Regions from separate parts of the Larimichthys crocea genome. Here region 1 is linked to region 2. The links are chromatin contacts, called in public Hi-C maps. All regions are on one chromosome and are shown on one strand. Each heading gives the region's core, a stretch centred on a gene start, on an enhancer-like site or on the middle of the called end of the contact. The rest is flanking DNA. Distances are from core to core; before and after follow the strand shown.

What was found. Hi-C and Micro-C count contacts between places; a contact is called where the count stands out from the background.
Region 1: a Hi-C map of muscle shows a contact between it and region 2, with 4 times the contacts expected there. The contact joins the promoter of tab1 here to the promoter of tmprss6 in region 2. A contact is called at or near these places in 2 of 7 Hi-C or Micro-C datasets (both in muscle).

The regions. Positions count from the first base shown.
Region 1 is chrX:30,337,096-30,340,150 of L_crocea_2.0, reverse strand. tab1 (TGF-beta activated kinase 1/MAP3K7 binding protein 1) reads left to right here and starts at 1,395. Exons shown (of 11, transcript XM_010739064.3): 1 at 1,395-1,486. The coding sequence starts at 1,421.
Region 2 is chrX:30,187,791-30,190,867 of L_crocea_2.0, reverse strand. It overlaps tmprss6 (transmembrane serine protease 6), which reads right to left and starts at 1,390. Exons shown (of 18, transcript XM_010739067.3): 1 at 1,168-1,390. The coding sequence starts at 1,242. It overlaps LOC109138304, which reads right to left. Exons shown (of 11, transcript XM_019258171.2): 11 at 2,173-3,077. The coding sequence ends at 2,854.

The sequences.
Region 1 (3,055 bases), core at 146-2,645, 150 kb before region 2:
TTTAGTGATACTGAGCAGCTGCAGTGAGACAAAGAAATGTGGCACATGCCTCCCTCCACTGGTAAGAATTTTACCTACAGTCTAAACTTCTTTTGAAGATTTGACAATGTGAAGATGCCCGGGGGCCAATGCTAACATTTTAAAAATAAAAAAAAATGAACAATAAGTTACATTTGTTTTTTGTTTTTTTAAATGGCAATGTCACCAAAGTCAGATAACAAAGAATAAATTATATGCAATACGTTAAACTTGCATGAAGTTGATACAAATCTTCACCTCATGTTCATTCTAAACATGACTTATTATGAGTAACGCAAAGTCTGTGAACATTTAAGTTTAAAAGGTATCACTCATGTTCTTCTCTTTAACAAGATCATTCAGAAAGTAATACTTTGTGTCACATCTACAGGTACATGACACCAGCAGTTCTGTCCTTAGATATTTAAATGCTTCGTTACGTAAACCCAAAAAAGCTTAATCTTTCAGCCATACATACAGGCCATAAATAATATATTTTAAAATGAAGATTTGGGCCACATGAAATCTGACTGCGGGCCGTGATTGGACCCCGGGCCGTACTTTGGACATCCCTGGCATATCATTTAACTCTTGTCATGCCTCTTACTCACTCTGCTGATCAAAACAGTGGATTGCATAGAATAGTAAATAAAACGAATTTATTTATTTATTTGAATTAGATTATCAGATTAATGTATTCTTATTAACAGTAATATACAGAGCACAGATTATAATATAATATAAATGGTGGGGCTTCAACTTCTAATGTCAAGAAGAGCAAACAGCCACCAGCAGCAGTCGTTGTTTACTCGTGTAGTTACGAGATGAAGACACACGGTGGCGATGTTGTCAAAGAAATCCAGCACAAACCGGAAATGTTATTTATTTATTGCATAAATTGACTAAACCAAGAGTTGTTGGTTAACTGTATTTTATTGTGATAGCACAGAAGAGAGGATTTATCATCTAATAATTAAAAAAATAAAAATCTCGAGTTTGACAAGAAATCATATGGATGTGCGGAGATGCATTAAAGTGCTGTCAGGAATTTAGCACACTATTAATTATTATGCAAACCTGTTCATTAAAATGCTAAATATAAAACGCCACAAGACGAGAAAGGCGGTGGGATATTTAGGGAAAAAAAGAGATGAAGTGAATTATACGATTCTGAAATCGTTTGAGTAAAACACAAACAATTACCAAGCTCTAATTTAAGCATGTTTTTTTTCCTGTATACGGTTACTTACAGTGAATTATCACAGCACCCACGAAGGATATCGTTTCAGAATGTTTTCATTTCGACTGAATCTAACTCGTGTCTTCTCCACTTCAATGCATGATTATCTTTTACCACTGTGTGGATTTGTCACCTCGAAACTCGCGTGTTCGGACTTTGGCGATGGTCCGTGAACGCAACGAGGGACCGTCCGACATGGCGGCGCAGCGCAGGAATCTGATGCAGAGCGTGAGTGAAAACTTTTTGATCACTCTCTCTTACCTGTCACGTCACGGCTGCATTTGTGTTCAGGGAGTGCTTTGGTCTCACCTCTCTCTCGCTCTCTCTCCCTCCCTCCGGCGGCTCTCTGTGTTTGTTTGGCTCCGGTCAGCCTTGTTTCGGGCTCGTTCAGGGGATGCTAGTCGCTAGCTGCTTTAGGTTGAGCTTTATGAAGCTGTTTGCTAACAGTTTAGCCAGCTGCCACAAGTTTAATATCAAAATAATCCGATTTATTAGTGTCTGTTTGACGAGGGCAGTTGAGATTACGAAAGACTGGAGGTGGTTACGAGTTTGACCGGTGCCCCCTCACACCCTGAGTGAAGTAGCTGAGGCTCGGTGGTGTCACGGTCGCCTAGCAATCTTAAAATGTCACAGAGTCACCTTTACTGAGTGTGTGCACACACACACCTGAGTGAAGTCAATCTCAGTGTGCTCACACACAGGTACACGAAGAAAGATAAACATAACAGGGCAGAGAGGTATTAATCTAACGATGTGTTTAGTATTGAAGTTGTAGTCTGCAGTGGTGTTGTTATATTGACAGGCGTTTCCCCTGTTTACATACATGAGAGGGCCATGAGATAGAAAACACTTTCAGTATAATGCACAGTACAACACTACGAGCTCAACAATAAACATAAAGTAGAAATAATACCGCTCTGACAGTCTGTACAGATGTGTACCTAATGAAGTGGCCTGTAAGTGCATATATCTATATGTGTGTGTGTGTGTGTGTGTGTATGTATATGTACTATTATTGTATTGTGTGTATGTATGTTGGGTGTTGTGTGTATGTGTATATATAATGTAATATTGTCTGTGTGTATATATATTATGTATGTATGTGTGTGTGTATATGTATGTATGTAGTATGTATGTATGTTGTGTGTTATATATATATTATATATATATATATATATATATATATCTCTATATATCTATATATATATGTGTGTGTGGTGTGTGTGTATATTTAGTATGTATGGTGTATATAATATATATATATGTGTGTGTGTGTGTGTGTGTGTCACATCTTTAATTGTAAATATACATTTTAAAGAATATGTGTGCTTATGTACAGTGTATGCATGCCCCTGCACATTCTTTAATTCTTCTAACTTTTAGAGTTTTAGACTCTACCTCTTTTTTATTCTTTTGTACATATTTAAATCCTATGCACGTGTTTAATTTCTCTGTGCATATTGAAATTTAGATCTATCTCTGCTTAATTTTAACGTACGGATGCTATGTTATTGGTTAGTTGTAATGTATGTTCGATGCATGTTTTCCATGCTGCTGCTGGATGCTTGAATTTCCTTCGGGATCGATACAGCGTGCAGAATTAAAAATCAGAATGGTAATTTGGTTCATTATTAGAAATCGGGACTACATATTACATGGTATTACCCTTTATCACATGCGGCAGAAGAACACATGTTACAACAACAATGTGTTACACACAGTAACATAGAACAAGGTAATGCTTTTTGGGTAAGCTAAGGACCAAGAAAAATGTATTTATTAAAACTTTAATGTATA
Region 2 (3,077 bases), core at 141-2,640:
TAGCTCCTAGTTCCTTCCACCGCCCAACAATATCCCTAGTCCGGGTCAATAGTTCTCCACCCCTGCTATACCCAGCCTGGGCCAAGCTCTGTTTCCCCTTCCTGAGTTGTCGGATGGTTTGCCAGAAGTCCTTCTCTATGGCCTCCCTGAACTTCTCCAACACCTGGATTTTTGCCTCTGCAACTACTGAAGCCGCAGCCCTTCTAGCCATCTGCTAGACTCGTCTACCTGTCTGCTACCTCAGAAGAGCCCTGGGCCAACCAAGCCTGAAAGGCCTCCTTCTTCAGCCTGACGGCCTCCTTTACTGCTGGTGTCCACCAGCGGGTTCTTAGGTTACTGCCACGACTGTCTATCTGACCCCAACTCCTAGCAGACGCATCAACAATGGAAGCTTTAAACATGGTCCAATCATGATCCCACCAGGATGCACAAAAAGTAACTAACTAACCACTGATCAGTTTACAGCTCTCTTTACCCGTGTGTCCAAGATAGATGGGCACAGATGTGATGACACGACCACTAAGTCGATCATGGACCTGACTTTTTTATTCTGATCATTTTCTTCCCTGTCAAAATTTGATGACATTACCCACAATGCAACTCAGTATACATAGGTCTAATAGGTCACCACTACATAGGTCCACCACTTTCTAACTCCACACCCCAAATTGTTTTTAAACTTGTGGTCTTCATGTCAAGTGATATCACTTGAGGTAATCTATCATGTTTTGTGCAGCTAACCCTAAAACCTGTAAATAGACTAACTACAATTGGTGGAGTTCCCCTTTAAGGCTGTTCTTACATTGTGTATGGTAAGCTCATTTAAAATAGATTACACTGCTCATCCACAATGCCAACAGGAAGTGCAAGAAACCAGGCAGGCATTTTTCAGCTGTACCTATAAACCTTTTAGACAGATACAGTATCATGCTTTTGGATGTTATTCCTGCATCTATGTGAGCCCAAAGTCATACGAAAGCAACTTCTCCCTGTGGAGGATTCACTTCACAGCAGAATTCAAAACAAAAAACAAAAACCTCCATGTCCCTATTTTAAGAAAGGCCTACTACTTTACTCTAACAACCACACAGGTTTGACATACATTAATATGAACATACTAAGTGATAAATATTAGACTTCACATGTAGCCATTTTAGTATTACTGACCCCATCATTCAGAGAAGAAGGATTGACCCCCTGGTCACATGAAATTGACTTCTTAGAGCCGTTCCCGAGCGCCATTGCATCACTCCTCGTCCTTTGTTTCTTGAGTAATCACCTCATTGTTTATGGCACTGATGATCGATGTCTGTTTCCAATTTAACAGATATTATTTAGCACATAACTGGACATGTTGCTCCGACAGAAAGTGAGCGTCCCTGTGTGTTTGTAAGTCAAGAAAAAAAAAAAAAAAAAAAAAAAAGTCAATCAATATTTTCCAAAGCTTGTTTGGATCTGCACATGGCTTAGAGATAGGATGAGTTGTCCTAGTGCTGTGGATGGCTGTGGAATAAAGACAAAACTCAAATCCACAAAGTCATAACTGATTGCTTGATCATGTTGTAGAGCGCTTTCTCATTTGGATGTAGGAGCAGTGAGTCAGATAGGTGCAGGGACGCTGATGTTATGAATCATTACCTAGCAACAGTGATGCTCCCAGTCAACTCCCCTGGACTAGTAAATCTGATGGGAATGAAGCAGAGTCAGGCTATTTATGTGCTCACATCATTTCCCAGGGTTCATTTCACTTTCCATGCAAACATGAAATCCCAATGGGCTATAAAGTGCACAGAGAGAATACCTGAGGTTGAGGTAGATGTGTGTAGTAAAAGAGACTGCACTAAAGGTTTATTATTTACTGATTTCCTATTTTAAAAACTGAAGTTTTGAGCAGGTAATTTGTGTTTATCTGTCAGCTAGATTCGACCTCTCTGAGTATCTTTATCTGTCACATTTAACAAAGTTGGATGTTTCAGCTATCAGGGAGGATATTATGTTATGTTGACACTTATTACCAGTGCCCCCAAAATACTCTTAATACTTAATTAATCAAAAGTCAAATAAACAAGTGAAAACAAATCAGTGGTGATGGTGGTTCAGTTCTTGATGAAAACCTTTGTCTAAATATGCAGTTTAATTAAAATTAAAATTTACAAAAAAAATGACAGCAAGTCTTTTGACTTTACAGAGGTCAACAATTTATATATTTATTCAGTTTTGGATATAGCTGCCACAAAAATAAGTCATTATAGTTTGTTTTACATGTGACTGATACCATTAAATATTAACAGTGTTTGACCAAAGGGTGGTGCTAGAGACAAATGTTTCAATCAGTGCACCGTTTACATGGCTGATTACAACAGAGAAAAGCACACACGAGTCATGATAACAATATCTACATTCTACTTTAATTTACATTTCACTTTTCTATGTCCAGATATCTGCATGTATACATTCATATTGAAGAAGTAAAAAATGTATGTAAGAGCTTGCACTGAAATAGCTGATCAACAGGATATTTAGTAGCACTGTCAACAGTGCAATGTAAAAACTCTTTAAGCTAAACACATGTACATATTAAATGTATAAAATATAAAATTATTTCCCCCTAAGGTTTAAAAAAAACAAACATTTGCATTTCAGAAGCTGACTACACAGGTTAATAAAATTATATAATAATTGACATAAATATTCATAATGTAACAGGGTAGAAAAAATAAAAGAGTTCAATATGACTGAGAACAAATGTGAGAACATACAAACTACTGTTGACTGTTACGGATCCTGCACATGCTACATGCTATACCGTACAGGATTTACTGCAAGGTCTATTCAAGTGCTTTATGTCTGCTTTTAGCTCTGATCCTGTCTTACTGGCATGTACCCATCACCAGAGGGCTTCACTGACTTGGTAGTTGACATAAGAGCAATCCTCTCCAGTATATGACTTGGCAGAGGTGCCGGAGCTGAATTTAAACTGGTCCCAGAAAAGTCCAAAGGCAGTGGTATGGATGAGAGCAAGAAACTACTGGAAGAAGGTGGAGGAAACAGGAGACTAGTGGATTCTGTGGACTTAT